Regions from separate parts of the Mus musculus genome. Here regions 2, 3, 4, 5 and 6 are each linked to region 1. Evidence: chromatin contacts called from public Hi-C, HiChIP or PLAC-seq and promoter capture Hi-C data. All regions are on one chromosome and are shown on one strand. Each heading gives the region's core, a stretch centred on a gene start, on an enhancer-like site or on the middle of the called end of the contact. The rest is flanking DNA. Distances are from core to core; before and after follow the strand shown. Region 1 holds the start of Usp38 (ubiquitin specific peptidase 38). Region 2 holds the start of Il15 (interleukin 15). Region 3 has its middle 24 kb from the start of Otud4. Region 4 overlaps Inpp4b (inositol polyphosphate-4-phosphatase, type II). Region 5 holds the start of Otud4 (OTU domain containing 4). Region 6 has its middle 42 kb from the start of Gm38590.

Evidence for each region. Promoter capture Hi-C pulls out the DNA fragments that hold promoters and counts their contacts. Hi-C and Micro-C count contacts between places; a contact is called where the count stands out from the background. HiChIP or PLAC-seq counts read pairs in DNA pulled down with a chosen protein or histone mark. Capture Hi-C pulls out chosen DNA fragments and counts their contacts.
Region 2: a contact with region 1 is called in a Hi-C map of B cells, with 9 read pairs. The contact joins the promoter of Il15 here to the promoter of Usp38 in region 1. A contact is called at or near these places in 6 of 39 promoter capture datasets (cranial neural crest, frontonasal cranial neural crest, liver and 2 more), 1 of 484 Hi-C or Micro-C datasets (B cells) and 4 of 115 datasets of contacts at active chromatin or transcription factors (bone marrow-derived dendritic cells, large pre-B cells, pro-B cells and 1 more).
Region 3: a contact with region 1 is called in a promoter capture Hi-C map of liver, with 3 times the contacts expected there. The contact joins the enhancer-like site here to the promoter of Usp38 in region 1. A contact is called at or near these places in 4 of 39 promoter capture datasets (the C10 cell line, hematopoietic stem and progenitor cells, liver and 1 more) and 3 of 115 datasets of contacts at active chromatin or transcription factors (the 230-238 cell line, effector CD8 T cells and fetal liver).
Region 4: an H3K4me3 HiChIP or PLAC-seq map of pro-B cells shows a contact between it and region 1, with 4 times the contacts expected there. The contact joins the enhancer-like site here to the promoter of Usp38 in region 1. A contact is called at or near these places in 12 of 39 promoter capture datasets (the 3T3-L1 cell line, 3T3-L1-derived adipocytes, the HPC-7 cell line and 8 more), 6 of 115 datasets of contacts at active chromatin or transcription factors (the 230-238 cell line, astrocytes, forebrain and 3 more) and 1 of 9 other capture datasets (liver).
Region 5: a contact with region 1 is called in a promoter capture Hi-C map of adipose tissue, with 4 times the contacts expected there. The contact joins the promoter of Otud4 here to the promoter of Usp38 in region 1. A contact is called at or near these places in 10 of 39 promoter capture datasets (cranial neural crest, embryonic stem cells, hematopoietic stem and progenitor cells and 4 more), 8 of 484 Hi-C or Micro-C datasets (Th1 cells, brain, cortical neurons and 5 more), 7 of 115 datasets of contacts at active chromatin or transcription factors (astrocytes, cardiomyocytes, embryonic forebrain and 4 more) and 4 of 9 other capture datasets (adipose tissue, embryonic stem cells, liver and 1 more).
Region 6: a promoter capture Hi-C map of liver shows a contact between it and region 1, with 2.3 times the contacts expected there. The contact joins the enhancer-like site here to the promoter of Usp38 in region 1. A contact is called at or near these places in 7 of 39 promoter capture datasets (the 3T3-L1 cell line, 3T3-L1-derived adipocytes, cranial neural crest and 3 more).

What each region holds. Positions count from the first base shown.
Region 1 is chr8:81,013,460-81,016,514 of GRCm38.p6, forward strand. It overlaps Usp38 (ubiquitin specific peptidase 38), which reads right to left and starts at 1,447. Exons shown (of 10, transcript NM_027554.2): 1 at 296-1,447. The coding sequence starts at 977.
Region 2 is chr8:82,401,077-82,404,404 of GRCm38.p6, forward strand. Il15 (interleukin 15) reads right to left here and starts at 1,510. Exons shown (of 8, transcript NM_001254747.1): 1 at 1,224-1,510.
Region 3 is chr8:79,614,341-79,617,554 of GRCm38.p6, forward strand. No RefSeq gene overlaps it. Among named protein-coding and RNA genes, the nearest start is that of Otud4, 24 kb to the right of the region's middle. Within about 2 kb of position 1,616, at least 21 of the 459 cell types and tissues checked have an H3K27ac peak or open chromatin away from gene starts, as enhancers often do. A contact at or near this core is called in liver, where this site is marked.
Region 4 is chr8:82,026,173-82,029,409 of GRCm38.p6, forward strand. The region is part of intron 17 of Inpp4b (inositol polyphosphate-4-phosphatase, type II); the gene reads left to right. Among named protein-coding and RNA genes, the nearest start is that of Gm25267, 120 kb to the right of the region's middle. Within about 2 kb of position 1,384, at least 35 of the 459 cell types and tissues checked have an H3K27ac peak or open chromatin away from gene starts, as enhancers often do. A contact at or near this core is called in pro-B cells, where this site is marked.
Region 5 is chr8:79,638,334-79,641,434 of GRCm38.p6, forward strand. Otud4 (OTU domain containing 4) reads left to right here and starts at 1,343. Exons shown (of 21, transcript NM_001256033.1): 1 at 1,343-1,731. The coding sequence starts at 1,573. It overlaps Gm51579, which reads right to left and starts at 1,572. Exons shown (of 1, transcript XM_030243905.1): 1 at 1-1,572. The coding sequence starts at 1,529. The coding sequence ends at 1,020.
Region 6 is chr8:82,248,244-82,251,384 of GRCm38.p6, forward strand. No RefSeq gene overlaps it. Among named protein-coding and RNA genes, the nearest start is that of Gm38590, 42 kb to the left of the region's middle. Within about 2 kb of position 1,803, at least 6 of the 459 cell types and tissues checked have an H3K27ac peak or open chromatin away from gene starts, as enhancers often do. A contact at or near this core is called in liver, where this site is marked.

The DNA.
Region 1 (3,055 bases), core at 197-2,696:
AAATGACTTGTTCAGTGACAAAGGTCTTTGGACTTAGGCATCCTCAATGTTTTGGCTCCAGCGTACCATTCTGAACAAGGCAGTGAAGAGGAGTAACATTTTGCATAAGGGTATTTAGTTTTGCTCTCCATCAAGAACGTCTCTTACTGGAGGAGTTACTCTAATAAAATAGGCTACCTGGCCTCTTTCAGTACCCCCAAAGAGAATGCTTCCGGGGGGGAAAAAAGCGCACTGTGTTGATGAGACACACGTGTTGAATTTCCAAGACACACTTTTCTGAAATAATGACCCTTACCTGTGGAAGAGATGCTTGCAAAAACTTCTTGCAGAGAAGGTAGCAGCGTGGAGGGCTCAGCCTTCCAAATATTCTGTAGTAAGGTACTCACTTTCGTTACCTGGGAGACATACTCCCGTAGTTCCTTCTCCTGAGTGGACACGCACTGGAAATGACCTATCGTTCGAACCAGCTGTTGACAGAAGGTAACTGACAGTTTCCCTTTGGGGACGCACTGCACGAAATCGGTCAGGAGGTCGCTCAGCCGGGCACAGAGCACTGGCTCCGGCCTCTCGCAAACCATTCGCAGGACCTCCACCTGGAGCAGGCTGAAGAGATCCAGCACCGACGGGCAGCTCATAATCAGCTTCAGGCCGTTGTGAATGTAGTCCAGGATGGCGACGTCCTTCCTGTCCACTGAGTGGTAGCCCTGCTGAAGGAGGCCCAACACGAAAGTCTTGTTGAAGAAGGACTCGAACTCCGGCCGGTGGTACCGCGCGTAGGCCTCCAGCACCTGGTGGCCCACTTGTCGCTGGAAAGGGTCCTGGCCCTCCAGGATGAGGCGGGTCGTCAGGTCAAACATGGCCTCGCACTGCGCCTCGTCGAGCCAATGCTCCGCGAACTCCACCACCTTCCGCACAATCATCCGCTTGAGGGGCAGCGGGTGCGAGGAGCTCACCAGGCCTTCCAGAATCTTGTCCATCGTCGCCACTCTGCAAGGCCAGGCCCTGGGGATAAAGAGCTGGCAGCGGCAGCCCCGGGGGGCAGCAAAGCGCCCCGGCGGGGAGGAACTTGGAGCCAACCAGCAGCAGGACCGGCCACCGCCACCGCCGCCTCAGCAGCCACATTTATCGAGTGGGAAGGCCCATCCGAGCCGGGACGGGAGCGAGCGATTCTGGGACGCCGAAAGGCTGCGGGTCCCCGCGGTCCGCCTCAGGGGCCGGAGGTCCGCATAAGGCTGCCTCGCTGGGCCCGCGACCTCTCCCAGCCTCCGGGCGCAGGGACCCTCCAGGCTGAGCTGGAAGGTGAGGAGCGCCTTCGTGTCCCGGGTCAGTGCGGAGCCCCGGCTCCCGCGGGTGGGCAGTTAAAAGTCGCCCTGGGTTGAGTCAGGAGGCACTGTCAATGCGAGTACCTCGATCTGCCAAGGAGAGGAGCCGGAGGCGCGGAACACCCTGAACCCGGAAGCAGAAATACTGGCGAATAGGAAGTGAAGCTCCGAGGTACAGCGGATAGGTCCGCCCTCGCCCCGCCCACTTTTTTCCGGTCCTTTCCCGGCTACGTTCGACCCATTTCCTGCTGGCCCCGCCCCTCCCCCTTCTCCATGTAGCTCCTCCCCCGATAGGCCGCGCCCCCTTCCCTGGCGCGCAGGCGCAGAGGCACGGAGTGAGTCACGCGGCCACTCTCACGTCACTGGAGACTGTGTGGTACGTCACTGGCGGACTTCCGGAGGCGCTGCTCAGGGAGCCTACTCTGAGCTCTGAGGTTCTTGTCGCCGGACGTGGATTCCGTCAGTGGTGAGGGTTAGAAACTCAGAGACCACTCAGCGCGAGCGAACCGAGAGTCTATACTGAGCCGCCGGCGACTGCCGGGGGGAAACCCTTCTCTCAGAGCAGCCGGAAGAACGCACTGTGCAGGGAGCTGTAAAAGGCAGAGAACACGGAAACACTACTTCCTTGTTTGCCGTTGGCAGGGAAATAAAGTAAGCAAGCAGCTTACTAGAAGCCCAAAACGTGCAGTTGCCTGAGGCATTTCCCCGAGTTTCTAGGACAGAGTTGGGGTACAGGACTTTTCACTTTCATCAGGGAATGATGGTGTCAGTTTCCGGGTAAACCAAAGATGGCTCCACCTGAGACAAAATGGAGGAACTTTTACTATGTCATAGTCTGAGACATGTTGCTTATGAAGACAATTCGAGGAAGTGCTATTAATTGTTTAAAATCTTGTGTCTGAGAAAATTTTGGAAACGCGAGAAGAGCACTAGTTGAGGAATGGAGGAAAGTATAAGAAAACAAACAAACAAACAAACCAAGCTTTGGGGGAAATCTTTCTAAAGACCTTGTTAGGCCCAGACATACTCCAATGCCTTAAATGGCTGGGTTTTTCCTCTGAAACAATTGCTAATGTAGAGAGAGTACTGGTGGCTCATATATTTAGTGGTGATTCAAAACAAGGTTGTTGTAAGAATAGATTTTTTAGCGGGTGGTGGTGGTGCTCGCTTTTAATCCCAGCACTTGGGAGGCAGAGGCAAGTGGATTTCTGAGTTCGAGGCCAGCCTGGTCTACAGAGTGAGTTCCAGGACAGCCAGGGCTACACAGAGAAACCATGTCTGGAAAAAATAAAAAATAGTGAGCTTTTGTATTCAGTGTTCAGTGTATAAGCAAGATCCTTCTCAGCTAAATTTAGACCCAGGCATAGTGGCATACACCTTTAATCCATGGAGATAAGGCCAAGCAGATCTCTGAGTTCAAGGCCAGCCTGGGACAAGCAGGTTCTAGGTGAAGAGCTTAACTCCAGGCCTGGTGGTACATGCCTTTAGTTCCAGCATTACAAGAGACAGCCATGTAGGTCTCTGAGTTCATTTCAGGAAACCCAAACTTAGGCAGAGAGGGAGTTAGAAAACAGAAAGCTGATAATAGAACATGGTGGAGGTGGGAGGACACATTCCAGCTTCAGCAAGCAGCAGAACTTGGCAGCTTTGGCCATGTGGCTCTGGCTTTAAAGAAGGGATTACTGGGACAATTGATGCTGGTAGCTGGAGCTAAGAAATTAGTGGTGATTACG
Region 2 (3,328 bases), core at 260-2,759, 1.4 Mb after region 1:
TAACTAAGAAAGCACCATTGTATTTTTCCTTTAACCCACCAGCAATCTGCAGGAAAATTCTAAGAAGCAGCTTCCCACCGCACTGTACACTGCCTCTGCCTGCCAATCAGCAGCCAGCAGTAATATCTAAACTACTAGAAACCTGTCAGGGATCTGAACTAGGGAAAACCTGACCCCCTATCATGTTGCAAAACAGATCACAAGGCAAGAGGAGCCATTAGAGTGAGAATGGGACTGCAAACTCCCAGAAGGGAAAAGGGGAAGCATAAAGATCAGAGGAGAAGCAGACACATTTATAACAAGCCTGAAGCAATTTCTGACCCTTCCACATTTTAAGTAAAACTCCGGAGTTTGTTGTTGTTGTTGTTGTTGTTTTTTTATTCTAAAAGCCTAAAATAACTATAGTTTTGTCTCTACTCCTTTATTAATATTGATGTTCCCTCTTGAGTCGCTTCTTTCTTATCAATCCCTCTAAACTTCCTTTAAGAAATCCTTTAAATTTTAGTGAGCATTCAATGTTGATAAGGATCTAACTTGAGGCAGCAATCGTAGTAATCTGTTTATTTACCGGCTCAGACTGGAGAGTCCTGGCAGGTCAATGGGGCCTCCCTGGCGCCACCAATGAGAGTATCAGAAATCAATTTAAAATCACCAGTGGAAAGTAGCTGCTGCCAATCACCTCATTTCCATTTCAGCTTCTGCGGGACTCTGTCTCTGGTTCTGTCTGAAACCTGTCAGGACGCTGCCTGGTTCTGTCTGGAACCTGGATCATTAACATTGTTTGGGCATTAACATAATATTAAATGCAGGGGGGAGGGGCTATAGACATTCTTTTGAGCTTCCCTTTCTTGCAACTTTGCACTCTCCAACCCACTTGAAAAAGTTAGCTGGGTTTTCATCTAAAGCCCGCTTGAGTGAGGATTTTATTTCAGGACAATCTTCCCCGTTGCTTCCCTTCAATCTGGTATTTCATACAGACAACTGCTTTGATTAAGCCTTGAGCTAAGCTGTTGCTAATACAGACCCAGACCTATGGCCATTCCTGCACATTTATTTCCCTAGAAAACGCATCTTCAACAAGGAAAAGGTGAGTAATTTTTGCAAAGGGAGAGAGGAGAGAGAGAGAGAAAGAAAGAAAGAAAGTCCATAGCAGCCATCCATTCGCCGGGGCCAGAAGTTTGAAAGAATGTGGCAAGCAGAGCCGAGTTAGTACCTTTCCTGACCTCTCTGAGCTGTTAGATGTGGAACTCAGCCTTCCAAACACAGCAGGATCCCGTCTTCGTCCAACTCTGCAACTGGGCGGGGGCAGTCCTGCCCTGGCAAGGTCCCTGCAGCGCGTAAGGAGATGCACTGCAAGTCTTTTGGGCGCAGAGAATTGGGAGAGACTTGCAGGAGGACCTGCAAGCTGCCCTACTCTGCAAGGGGGAGGATGAAGAAGAGAACTCTGGGGAAGAGTGGCTGGACAGAAGGGGAATACAGTGCCACTGAGTATTGAAGTCTTGGTCAAGAAAGAGGGCGGGGCGGCCTGGCCGGCAGCTGGAGGGGAAAAGGGTGCCTGAGCAGAGCCAGAGCTGGGAGGGGCCCGGGGCGTAGGCTTTCGGAAAAAAAAAAAATTCCATTGTTGATCCACCACCACCAGCACTACCACCTCCCATTCTGTACCTCCATCGGGTTCTGGTTGAAGGGTGCAGGATGCAGGGCAGCAGCCAGCGGGAGCAATCAAGGCACAAGGAGCGAATCAGCTGGGGTTTCCCCGGTTTCCCCCAGTGCTTTCCAGCCGGGGAGTCCCAACCCCAGCTAACAGAAAAGTGAAAGAGAAAGAGCCCAAGCTGAGGCGGAGATCAACACCCTGGGGAGGTTGCGGGAGGAACACATGGTCCCGGCCACCTTACCAGGTGCCCACATGATTCTGCCACTGCCAGGTCCCCAGGGCGCAGAACCTGAAGGGCAACTGAGAGCAGAGAGCAGTCTCCTCCCCCTGGGCAGTTGGCCACAGCCTCTGTGTGTCCTGGAATGCCTTTGCCTCTGTGAAGTTTCAAGGAGTTGGCCTGAGTTCACAGGTTGCTTGCATCTACAGCAACTGGCCTTGCAGGGAGGCAGTTTGGCTTCCCCATAGAAGCCCGGAGGAGATCTGGACAGAGACTGTACCGGGAGGAAACGGAAAAGGACCTTGGGTCTGGAATGGGCGGTCCTCCAAAACAACCCTTGACCTGCTGCAGAGTCTGGAAGAGGGAAGTTTCTTTCTGAACTCTTGCTAGGAGGGGCCTGTTTGGGAACAGTAAACTTCCACTAAATTGACCCCTCTTGGGTCATTTTTCCAACCTAATTTGTAGCTGAATGTAAAACATTGCACATGTCTTTTGATGGGAAACAAGGCGTGGGTAAGGCAGCATCTTTAAGTTGGAAATTAGGAGTGATTATAGTGAGGAGGAGTTAACCATGTCAACTGTGTGTCTATTCCAGACAGTCCGAGAGCCCGGGGTCCCAGCTTTGGCATTCAGATGAATCATTGAAAAGACTCAGTGGCTTGCGGTTCCCAAAGCTTTTGAGAAAGCCAGGAGAAAACGATGAGGCCCTTGGCACCTAGTTAAACACAACTATGTTCTGTGTTTTTGTGTATTACATTAAAAAATGGTAAAAACTAGAATATTTGAACGACTAATTATTAACTGTGTGTGGCATTCCACATAAAATCATTGTAATGGGAAGTTTGTTCTCACACACTTATCTTGTATCCCTTCAAGGTTTATATTTGAAACAATAATGCATGTTTTGGTAACAATCACACCAAAATTTACTTATAATAAAAATCGTGAAAATGTGTATTTTACAACCATTTAAAATTTTACTACCATTATAAATTATATTTAAAGAAACATAAAAATCTGACTGGAGAGATTGCTCAGCAGTTCAAGAGCTTGTTGTTCTTGCAGAGGTCTGGACTTCCATTCTCAGGACCATACTGAGATGATCCACTAACAGCTGTAACTCCTGCTCCAGAGGATCCAACAGCATTGGTCTCCTGAGGGACCTGCACTTACACACACACACACACACACACACACACACACACACACACACACACATACAAATACATTTTTAAAATCAATATTCTTTTTGTACAGGATAATACAGTGAATTGTCTTGAACAGCTTCAATGAGTTTCAAACCCAACCACTTTTCCATTTCACACTGAAGCCCTGCTTCGTGAAATGAGCATGCACTATAAAAATAGGCCAGAAGCTGGACTGAATTCCATCACAATGATGTACTAGAAGTGAACATCACAGTATGTGAGTGATGTAGAGGTGAGCAAGTAGGTCAATAT
Region 3 (3,214 bases), core at 366-2,865, 1.4 Mb before region 1:
AAAACTAAGAACCCTGGTTGTATATGTGTGTCCATCTACAAGTGAACTGTGAGCCACATGATAGGAAAATATTGAAAACATAACAGTTCTAGGAGTTTAGATTTTCCCCCCAGTCACCCTCTTCCACATGGCTGATTCTAAACTCAAACTGGACATAGTGGTTTAGCTGATTGGGTCATATGGTTCTTCTCAGAATTGAAGCTTTGGTGTTTGGAAAGGTCTCAGATGTTGGGCTCAAGGGGGACAGATTGGAGAAGTAAGTTTATCAGAAGAGTTTATTAATGCCATGGGTGGGCAGGCAGACAGCTGGCGGGGGCTCTGAGGAGGAACCAGGCCTACCTGGCAGGGGTGGGGTCCCTTTTTATAATACTCCAAAAGGAAAGGTCGAAGCTTCACTGCTGAGACTGCACCTGGGCTTTCAGATTCCCCAACAGCCAACAAGGAGAGGAATGGGGACAAAAGTGAAGGCAGCTACAAACCTACTTCCTCAAACGAGAAGTCCAAGCCCCTGAAGGTCTGATAGCTGGGAATTCACAGAGGGCTCCTAGTCATCAAGATCTGTGACGGGGAGGGCTGCTGAAGGTGTTACAGCCTACGCGGCAGTGTGGTCTGGATTCTAAAGTATTCATTCTTCTTTTCCTCTTTTCCTTCCTTCTTTCTTTGATTTTTTTTCTTTGACAGGAACTCACTATGTAGCCCTGGCTGGCCTGGAACTCACTATGTACTATGTAGACCGAGATAGCCTCAAACCCGAGATCTCCCTGCTTCTCCCTTTTGCCTCCTGAGTGAGACTAAAAACACATCTGGTTCAAAACTTCATCTTTGAATTGTGGACAACTCAATAGTTTCTGCTAACAGCAAGAGGAAAAATAAGAACAAAGGGAGTCTGTTATGTGGTAATAGCTTCAATCCGTTATTTGCTGTGTTTGAAAACCAAAATTTGACTGATGTAAATTGTGTTTTTTACTTGTTATAACATTATGAGACACAACTCCGGAGACACTGGGTAGTCAGCATACCCACACATCTCTTCAAGGCTCTCCAGGAAATTCAAACTACAGCAAATAAGTTATTCACAACCTTAATAATCACTTTAATAAAACTAGTAATAGCCACTCTGTGGCCTTTAATACTGATGCCTGGAGGGCAGAGGCAGGCTGATCTCCATGGGTACAAAGCCTGTGTGGTTTACAGAGAGAGTTCCAGGACAGCCAAGGGGACACAGAGAAATCCTGTCTTACAAAGCAAAAACAAAGCAAAACAAAAACTACTAATAACTTCAGTGAACAGACTTTCGTGGATAATTGTTCAAAGTAGTTTAGAACAAAAGACTGTTGCAATAAACAAAACAACCTTTAAAAGGAACTTTGTTTTCTGATTGCTTCTGAGGCTGCTCCATAGGAGGGATTCATGCCTGGCAAAGCAAACCTGGCTTTGGAGCCTTAAGCAGAGAGGCCTCAGGTACTGGTGGGGAAAGCACTGGTACTGTTTTGCTAAATGGGCCTGGTGTCAAATTGCCCTCTAGGTATTTCTGTTTACATGCATAGATTAGTGCTGCTCTTTGCCCTGGCCGGAGAAGGTTCTGTGTGCAGAGAGCAGCAGTGAGTACAGAGACTCACAACTCATCTAAGTGCTGGGAAGAGCTGACTGCTGGGTGCGTAGGCCTGATGGGACATCTATACTAACCCTCCAGGGCTCAGAGCACATCACGGAAGAGGAGACAAAAGGAATGTAAGAGGTGGAGAGGAGGGAAGTGTGCTCTGAAATGCCCTTTCCTGGCTCTTCTGGACACAGCATGACCATGGTGCTGGTGAACTCACAGCATGCGAGGTTACCTGCACAAGATCCATGACATCACAGATGACGAAGGTGCTCTTTAGGCCCCAACCCTCAGGGAGACTAATTGGCAGTTAATGTTTGCTTTTTTCAGTGGTGTAAACACAGGTAAATTGTCAACCTGACCGTAAATAACCTTTAACCCCTGTTGGTGCAAGCAAGCATAATTAAACTCAGCAGGTCACACAAACATACACACACAGACACATACAGAGACACAGACACACACACACACAAGAGTAAACTTTTATAGTTCAGCAGGAGAGAGAGATGAAAGGCTAATGGGGCTGAATAGAATCAGAAGACATTAGAATGGGGTACTGTGGGAGCCCTTAATTCTAACACTCAGGCAGGGTCAGGTGCCTCTCTGTGAGTTCAAGGCAAGCCTGGTCTACATAGCAAGTTTATGGTCAGCTGGGGACTACACAGTAAGACCCTGTCTCAAAAAAAAAGGAGGAAGAGGGAGAAGGAGGGGAAGGACATATGTATGAAATTGTCAAAGAATAAATTAAAAGAACATTTAAATAAAATAATTTCTTTTTTAGTTTTTAAAGACAGGGAGTCTCAATGTAGCCCTGGCTGTCCTGGAGCTCACTCTGTAGACTACACTGGCCTTGAACTCTGAGATCTGCCTGCCTCTGCCTCTTCAGTGCTGGGATTAAAGGTGTGACTTCCACAGCCAAGCTTTAAATAAAATAAATTTTTACCTTTGTCATAAATGTAATCTCCATTCCAGGTGCAGTAATGCTGACCTGTGTATATTTCCCAAACTAATGGAAAGTAATCTCAATTTGATATAACAACTGAAATGTTAAGGCCAGGCGTAGTAACACAAGCTTATCTGCTGCCTTCTTCATTGTGTGTCTTTGCCCAACCTCCATATCTACTGCCGTTTTTAATGTCCTCAGCAAGCAACGTTTTAGAAAAAAAAATAAGAGAAAGCAACTGGGGAAAATATATTTAGACGAGACTTGGTTGTATCTGTTCTTTATTTTTCTTAGGGGGAAACAAAAAGTGGCTGTGGTTGGTCAGTGGTGTTGTAAGACTAACAAGCCTTAGCTTACCAGGGAACTCCCCACCCCCCACCCCGCCCCGAGTGAACAACGAGGACCAAGAATCGATGCAAAAGCAAGAGGAATTTATTGTTCCAGTGCACTGGGGTCATCCCAGACCCAAAGGAGAAGCGGCAACTCCCCTCCCTCACCAGTGACCCTTTCAAATTTCTATACAGTTTCCCGGGGAGGAATAGAGCATCAGCAACTAGGGACAATTTGATTGGCAGAACAGTTCGCCCTTTAAACGGATAGATCTTTAGGGAATAAGGTAGTAGGGGCCTAATTAGCCTCTACCTTCCAGCCTACATGCTCTCTGACCTGTC
Region 4 (3,237 bases), core at 134-2,633, 1.0 Mb after region 1:
TGGCTTGGATCTGAATCTCTGCTATTTGTTAAAGGCTTGATCCTTTGTGCACCACTCCTGGGAGGTGATGGAGTCTCCAGGAGATCAGACCCCATGAGAAGTATTTAAGTTATTAGGGATTTGGCCCCTAGGGTGTTTGGAGAACCACTCTCTCCATTTCCCTCTTTAGCCGTCTAGCTATGGAATGAGCAATGTACTTCACCCATACTCTCTGTCATTGTCACAAGGAAGCCCACCATAGAGTAATGGATTTAGTCAGCCTGGGACTAGATATTTCAAAGCTTTTAGGCAACATAGATAGAACTTTGCTCTTTTCTAGGTCATTGTATTTTGACTAATACAGTCGGTAATGTAAGGAAGCCAAATCAGTATTTATTAGGGTAAGATAAATGCAAATTGAGTTTTCAATTCCTGGACCACAGTTAGGAAATGAATCATAAAGGCAAGAACAGGAAGAGAACACCCTCAGCCTGCAGAAATAACTATGAAGCAGCCAGACCCCAGCACACGCTCCTTTTCCTCAATTGCCTATCGCTGTCAGGATTTAACCTGCTTTTTCTATTTTCCCCTTAGGATATGTCTAGATTAGAGGCCTCAAGAGGGCCGGTGTCTAGGCTTATGATTAACATTGGCCACATGTATTGACTCACACAAAGAAACTCGCTGTACCTTGTGCTGAGGCATGCTCCCCAGTAATTTACCCTTCCATGCTCATATTGATGACTAGAATACTGTTCACGTGTGCACACCGAAAAGTTGAATTTTCAACACATGCTCACACAGAGGGGCTCAGAAAGAGCTGTAACTTTGCTGTCATAGCATGTGGGTTTTTGAAAGGGACATTCTAAGAGTATAGATCCCCATCCCCATCTCCTGTCCTTAACACTCAACCATGAAGGTGTTTTCATTTTGGTATTAAGTGAGATTTGTGTGTAATATAAAACACATGTTGGATACAGATTGGTTTGTGTTTACCTCAAACCATTGGGCATTTTGTCAGCTTCCTTTGGAGCTACTTCAGCTGTTCCTCTTCATAGAAATTCATGAGAAAATGAACAGAGCTGAGACATCTCTCAGCTCTTTGTAGGGCATTTAGTGGCTATTCGATCTTTTTAGCTTTTCTTCCCCCCCCCATATCTGAAAAGTTGTGATCCCAAAATTAAGACTGTCTACATGCTTTTGTGGAGTTAATTATTTTAAATGAGGAGAGAAAAATCAAATACCTGAGAAGAAAATGGCTCAGCAATTGGCAGGACAGCATTACACCACGCTACAGTTGGTTGCTACATGGCCCTTTTATTTTTCTCCCGAGTAACATAAGAGCCATTGAGCTCAGAGGACACGGACATCCTGTACAGGAAATAGATGGTGTGTGGAGGGGAGGGAGGGCACCCAGCAGTCATCCTTTGAATCCTTTAGCTAGTTTCACTTGAATACATTAGAGAAGGCTGTAAAAGGCTGGGAAGCAGAGATCTGCCTGGATGGCTTCCAGGTTCCATCAGAGCTCAGGAAAAGCTCAGCTAAGCCACATGCATTTTATGTTTTCCTGAGGAAAAATTCTGCTTGTTGGTCTCAGGGTTAAGGAGTCTCAGCAAGTTTTTATGAAGATACTAAAACATTCTCTTCATTTTTTCATCTGCTGCTGAAGGAAGCCCATGAGAGAACTACAATTCAGGGACTGCCAAGGTGATGAGCTATGAGGTACTGATGTGGTGGCAAACCATGATGCAAGCACAGGTGCTCTGCTTCCTAGGCACATCTTACCAATGTGTTTTCCCACGTATACACATGATCATACATGTGTGGTCATACACATGTGTAAAGTGGAAAAAAAACTAAACTCAGGAAAGTACATGTGAGTGCATGCATAGATTTTTACTTTGACCACAATGTAAAAAGAGATGGTTTTGTGTGAAGCACAAAACAGCCACCATGCAAATGGGGGACTATGGAAGGACATGACAGCAATGTGAGAAGAGTGAGCTCTTTTCCCCCAACCAATCATCAGCTTTAATAAGAAAATGGAAGCATAGTTTGCTCCTTGTAAGAACGCCATGAAATGTTCATTGTAGTAGGAAGACCATTTACGATCTGAACTCTGCCTCTCTCTGGCCCTCCATAGCCTAATGTGCTCACGTCAGAACTTGGGATTTGCAGAGTGCACTGGGTGTTAACATGGGAAAGAAACATGTAGTCATTGCAGTTGGCTGGGGCAGTTCCTTTAACTACTGGCAGAGCTGATAGTTTCTCTTTATAAAAGATACATATCTGTTACCTTCCTTGATGCCTTGTGTGTCTCCATAGAAAGCATACTGTCTTCCTCAAGTCATCTTACCATGCTCAAACACTTCCAACTCTTCAATTATAACGGTCTTCTAAATTCTCATTTTTCTTAAATTATAATCAAAAGTATATAATCACTATTTTTTTATAGAATGTGTGGTATTAAATGGAGATGCTGGAATGTTGCTAGTGAGTGAAATGCCTCCTGTTTCTCTTCAGTTTAGAGTACCTTTGTATTTCTATCCCTATTCTAGTAAAACTAGAAATGGTCTCTATCTTTCTCTCTTTTGTTTCCACCTCTGTCCCTCTCTCTTCTACTTTCCTCTATCCCACACTCTCTCATTCTGAAATTTATAAGTGGCCTGTGAAGCTTCCACTTTCAAAAACCTTTAAGAAAAGCAAACAGCTGTATTTCGCTTGAATTGACAAGCTCATTCAAGGACAAAAACCTATACACTTAAGTTAGCTTTTTGTTTTCAAAGTAGAAAGAGCACATCACACCCCTGAGCAAGCTACTACCCCTTTGGCATGGGAGAGTGTGATTCAAGATGCTTAAGCAGTAGATACATGTTCTTTGAGAACTATGCAAATGTAACAAGGAAAATGTTTTATTCATTCTTGAATTAAATGACTGACAACGTAGTTCTACTTCAGCCTGATAAAGCAGCTCCACCTACTGCACAAAAGCTGTATTTCCTGCCTGATAATTCCACAGTGGGACCTCAAACCTACAGAACCAATCACAGGACAGAACATGGTTGTAGTTAACTTTCAACATTGAACTATGAGTAAACTTATCAGAACTGTCTTTTCCTAGTGTTTTAATATGTAAGGGTGTGTGATATCAACACACACACACACACACACACACACACACACACATGCAAATACTTTTTCACATTGAGGATAACAGGTACAGAATGAGAGAGGATGGGGTATACAAATAAGTATGGA
Region 5 (3,101 bases), core at 93-2,592, 1.4 Mb before region 1:
TGTACAAGTAAACATTTTAAATTTGGGTCAAGGATTTTTAAAAAAAAAATTATTTAGCTTGCGATATATTTTCTAAAAATAGCACATTTATAGGAATATTTAAATATTAATAGCTTACATTTTAAGTAACGTGTTGCAATCCTACCACCTGGCATGTCTTGGCACCATTCCCAAGAATGCCTACACCTTTAAACCTAAGGTAATTTACCACTTTTCTTTTTCCAACACAACGTCAAGACCGAAGTTCTAATAAATTTAAATGATACGAGATGCTATTGTATGCTAGTAAAATAAAATTCTGACGTCCCAAGAGGTTAAGTTCCGGATTCGCAAACCCAATTGGACTGCTCAGGTCGGATTCCCCGTAGCGTTATCACCGAATTAAAAAAAAAAAAAAAAAAAAAAAAAAGAAGTAATTTCTTCTAACAGGGACAGCTCTTTGTGTGGCAGAGCGCAGCTGCTGTGACAGAATGAGCAGGCATGCCCTTGGCAAAGCCAGATCTTGTCAGAGTGTGAGCTGTCCCAATTTCAATCAACTGTCAACGCTTCATTGAGGGTCAAAATGGCTTAGGCTGGCGGCTCCAAGGGCCTCGGGTGAGGTGCCCGGTTTTCTGCTCTAAGCGTTTAGCCACCCCTAAGAAAACGCTAGGAGGGGAGGCCCTGAGTGGGGTGCGGACAGGTGCGTCCTCTGGAACTACACAAAGGGCCGGCGGCACCGCCACTGAGCCCCTAGCAACTGCACGCAAGCTGCGCTCGCGCGCTTTCCGCCGCCCCACGGCGCTCAGGGCGGGAGGCTCGCCGGGAGGGCGGGGCAGCGCGCGCAGGTCAGCGGCGTAAGCGACAGACACCCTCGGGCCTGCTCGCGGACGCGGCCTGGGAAGCGCGAAGGCAGTTCTAGGTTCGGCACCGCTAGCATTGTAGGGATTTGTAGTCCGCGAGCCCGTGGGGCACCTCCCCTCCGGGTAGGCCGACCCAGGCGTCCCCGCCCTCTGCACGAGGACTTCCTGCCGCGGCTTAAACTACAACTCCCGTCGTCCGCTGCGCCGAGGGCTGAAAGCGAAAACAAATTCTAGGCTGCGAGGTTGCTGCCCTCCGCCCGGCGCCCCTTCCCGCTCCCCGCCCCTCAGGCGCCCTCCGGCGAGGTGGGGAGACGAGCGGCCGTGGCTTTCTCTCCGCGTTTCCTCGGTTCTCGGCGTGGGGTGCGTGCGGGAGACGCAGGCCTCGCTTAATCTCAGCCGGGCGCGCCGCCGGGGCTTTTCTCGCCTCACACCGGTCGAGACCCGGAAACTTGTGGGGGCGGCGACCCCCGGGCTGCCCGCGGGCGCGTGTCCCTCCGCGGAGGCGGCCGCGTGCGGATGGCCATGCACTAGGCTGGGCTCACCTATGCTCCGGGAGAGCGCCGGCCACCGCCTCGGGCCGCTGCCGCCACCGCCTCTTCCTGCCGCCGCTCGCCGTGTCCGCGTCGGAGCCGGAGCCCGAGCCGCAGCCTGCCCCAGGCCCGGGCGTCGAGCAGCCGGCGGCGCGGCCATGTGGGGCTAGTTCGCCCCGCGCACGCTGCAGCGGACCGGCAACATGGAGGCAGCCGTCGGCGCGCCCGACGGCGTGGACCAGGGCGGCGTGGGGCCGCTGGAGGATGAGACGCCCATGGACGCCTATCTGCGCAAACTGGGCTTGTATCGGAAATTGGTCGCCAAGGACGGGTCGTGCTTGTTCCGGGCTGTGGCCGAGCAGGTAAAGGACCCGGGCCGGAGCCGGGCGGGCGCGGGGCTGGGTGCGACATGCCGCCCGCAGCTGCCTGGCCGCCCACGGCGGGGCTGCGCGTGGCTCGCTGTCGTCACAGCGGCCCATTGTAACGCCGGCACGGGACCGAGTGAGGACATCTCGGGCGGCCTGCTCGCAGCCTGACCGCCAGGGACCCAGCGACATGCTGTTTTTGAGTTGTGTTCCGCGTTCACCTGCGCTCAGTTTTTAGCAGCCGAGTGTTCCCACTAGTTAACCTCATGTTTACTGGAGGAGGTGCGGCACTCAGTGTGACTGCTTCACATTTTTTTTTTCCTGTTGCTGGACTTTGGAATGCGGGGTAGTCGGTCTCACCGGTGTCACTCGAAACAGGCGGCCAACTTTGCTGTTTAAGGAAAGCAGTCTTCCTGTATAGGGTCTTCCCAGTGACTTAATCTTGAGTAGGTCCCATACTATACTATGTTGGAATCAGGCAAGAATTTACTCTTCTAAAGGCCTTTAAGTAATAGGATGGATTTTCAGTATAGGCACATGTCGGGTTTTTTTTTTTGTTTCCGTTTTTTGTTTTGTTTTCCTTATTGGTCAAAAATTATTCCCAGTACAGATCGAACATTTTACCAAAGAGAAGTGAGTTAGAACTCAGGAGTGGGACGAGTTCCAGGGAAGAATACTCAAGGCTTTTCTTTTTTGAGAGCGAGCCCTTTTCCCCATGTTATGTAATCAGATGTAGGTGTGGGGTCACCAAAACCCATCCTATATTTGAAGACTAGCTGCTAAAGTAGTTGGATTAAAAAAGTTTCACATTACTGCTCCAGTTTGTATTTCATACCATTTACAGTTTGCTTTCCTTTGGCTTAATCTGGAGTTTTTATGGTTTTGTCCCCTCCCGCCCGCCCCCTTTTGTGAGCTAACTAGCTTTTAAGATTTCTGTTTTAGAATCACCAGGCTATGTATTTTTCAGAGTATGTAAATATGGAACACTTTGCACTTATGACAGGTATGTCCATTGAAACATTCTTTGATGCTTCCCAAACCATCCTACCATTTGATATCTCTTATTTTCAGAAATGTAGGAAGCTCCAGTGTGGGTGCTGTTTCCAGCCCAGTCTTTACTGTTACATAGGTAAACAGTCTGCTCCATTTGTGAGTTTTCCAGATGAAGAAGATTGTCTCCTTGTCTCAGCCTTCTTGGCCTCTAGCACCTCTAGAAGCTGAAGAGGGGAAGTGAAGTCATCCCATGGTGTCGGTTTATATTATAGTGCATTAGCAAGTTTGTGGAGGATGGAGGTAGAGGTTAGTGTTTGGAGTTGAGTTATCCAGGCCTATTTAAAGTGAGACAGAAAGGTGTGTTTCTGCCCATG
Region 6 (3,141 bases), core at 553-3,052, 1.2 Mb after region 1:
AAGTTATCACCTTGTTTCAGGATGCCTTCATGAACTGGCTTTGTGTTCTTCACGATGCTTTCTCAGTTGGCATGACCACACTGCTTTTCATTCATTAACAAGTTGCATACAGTTTTTATTTGTTCTTATTCATATTTGACTCATAACTTTGTGTTTCAGTGTATGCTCTGAAATAGCATGTTCGTATGGCAAAATAAACATTCAGATGCAGTTATTAGGCCCTAGTTAGCATATTAACCACATTTCCCTTTGAAATAAAGTCTCAAGCTCACACTTGAGAAAGGCACCATGCTGTACCTTCATGTTTATATTTCATAAGTATATAGGCATCAACAGCTATTGAAATAGCCAAACACACCGTTCACTAACATATTTTAGATTTAGGCAAATCAGTGCTTACTGATTGCCCACAAGTCTCTCCCCTCTACTGTCAATAACACTATCATCAAATAAAGTAATTCTGCACATTCCATTTTATCTCAGTCTCCCCCAAATGCTGCTTGGATCTAAGATATTTGCTGATCCTCCTATGAAGATTTTTGATGCTATTTCTGCTTTTCTTACACTGACTATTATTTATATCTATCTCCAATAGGTATAGTGTATCTTCTGATACCTTTAAAAGTAGTTTGATTTTATAAGTAGGAGAAATAAAGTTTGAAGTTTCAATTATGTTCTAAATACCTTGGAATTTGTCTTCTGTCCTTAATGTTCTTTCCAAGTTGTTTGCCATGAATACTACAGATTTCTGCAGAAGTTCTCTACCTGTGAGTCATGACCTTTGGGGTCTATATCACATATTTGCATTGAGATTCATAATGGTAGCACAATCAGTTATGGGGTAGCATTATGTTTCTCTCCCTGAGTTTCTTCTGTCTACTTTAATTCTTTTAGGCATCTTCAACTTAAAAACACCTCAAATTTGATTTTTGTTCTGAACACATTCCCTTCCTCTCAGAGACTATTCGCTCCCTTCCCATACTTGCATGAAGACTGTTGACAGCTATATCTTCTGATGGGCTTATAGTATTTTCTCTTTTCTTTCTGGTGTAAAACCAAGTAACTGTTTGAATTATTAAAATATCTAACTGCGCTCTGTTTCTGTGTCCCCTGCCTCTGACTTTGTCTTACTCTCACATTTACAGTTACTTAAACAGAAGTAAGATAATTTAATAATAATTTTCAAGGCACCCACCTCCAGGGTCTTGGGCTTACTGTGCCCTCTACATGACTCCTCTTCCTCTTTGTAACCATCGTTTGCTTTCATGTATCTTCCTGAGTTTTAATATCACTGCTTTTCCTTACTCTTCAGTAAGTTGCAATGATGCCCCCCATCAATCCACACAAACATAGCTCCCTTACAAGTCTTTATATTCACACCATTTATCATCCTCTAAAAGCATTATATATTCGATTTTTTTTCATTGTTGAGCAAATGCTCTTAATTTTATTTAAGCTCCAGGTTTCGACTTTTGGATGATTACAACACTGATGTGTCCAGTTCATGAGATAACTTATTGCACTAATCAATTAATTACAAATTACCCAATTACCATCACAGTAAGTTGAATTAATTTATATTTACTGCCCATTTGATAAAACACAATCTAAAAAATGTTATCAAAAATTATTTCAGTATTTGTACTTAACACAATGTTTAACCCAGTTTGTGTTTGTTCTGTTTACATGTAGATCAGTCATAAAAACTGTTTAACCTTTTGCATTTTGATGGAGTAGATATTGGAAAATCTTAACTAGGACAGCTCATGTTTTAGACTTTGACCTCAACCACCCAGCATTTGGTCTATCAGGACAGTACCTTGTCCAACTCAGATTCTTTCCGTAAACACTGTCTCTGTGCTGGCATTCACCTTGATGTCCTTGTTCTTCAAAAAAATGCTTTGCAGACACTAAGTTGCAGCTCTAAGGGTTTCTCAAGAATTCTCTTCTCCTAGAACATTAAGGAGGAACAGATAAGCATCATTTTTATCTGAAGATAACTAGTAATTGTGAGTGTATTATTAAGTATTGTTAAGTCTTATATGTGTATGGGGCATTGGGCTATACACAGACAGTCTGGTCTCCAGTCAAGCTGAAGTCTGAACTCCGGAGTGGTGATGATTCACCTATATGACATGGTAGGCATTCCCTCATGTCTCCTGGACTCGAAGCTACTGTCAAAGCTACTGCTCCCACAGCCCCCACAGGAGAAGCATGGTTAGTAGTCACATAGACAATGTCCCAAGCTTCTGACCTTCAGGCTAGACTCCTCCCAGTTACCTAGCAACAGACAAGATAACAGCCCACCATAAGAGTTGCTGCTTAACCCCACCTTACTCTCTTACTCTCTCCTCTCCTCTCTCCTCATCCTCTCCTTTCACTCTCTTACTTACTCTCTCTTTCTTACTCTCTAGCCTTTCTTCTCTCTCTTCTTTCCCCCTTCTCTCCTCTTGACCATTTCTAGTCCATCTCTTTTTCTACTTTCACTCTTTCCCCCTGCCTTTCTACAAAAAAGCTATAAAACCATAGACTGTTTAACAAGACCCGCTGTGCTTGGATGATGGGATAGGCTTTCTCCTAATGAGCCATTTCTAATCTCCTGATGGAAGGCCTTCCTGTGTTCCAGTCAAGGCCTGGACTAAGGACTCTCACCTGTGTGGGAACCTCTCTCCCTCAGCCCTCTGTCCCATAACCCTGGGGCTGTGGGTGTTGCCCAGGGGCCCCTCGTTTCGGGGTGTGCCCCTTGTCACCCTCTGCCAAGTGGGGTCAGTGGCTTAGATGCCCACCGAGGCTGAGTGGAAAGCATCTGGCAGTCCTCCTGAGTCCACCTGCCCAGAGCATACTAATATATATATATATATATATATATATATATATATATATATATATATATATATATATATGTATATATATGTGTGTGTGTATATATATATGTATGTATATATACATATATATATATGTATATATATATGTAAGGCATTTCTAGTTGGTATTGAAACTTCTGAATTACCAGATGTTTTTCAAAACTTTTTCCCACTCAGCATGAAATATTTATCTTACATTTAGAAAAAAATTGTCATACAACGAAAATAGTAAATGATTCCCATGGAATAGTACAGACTACTATTAAAGGACTTGATG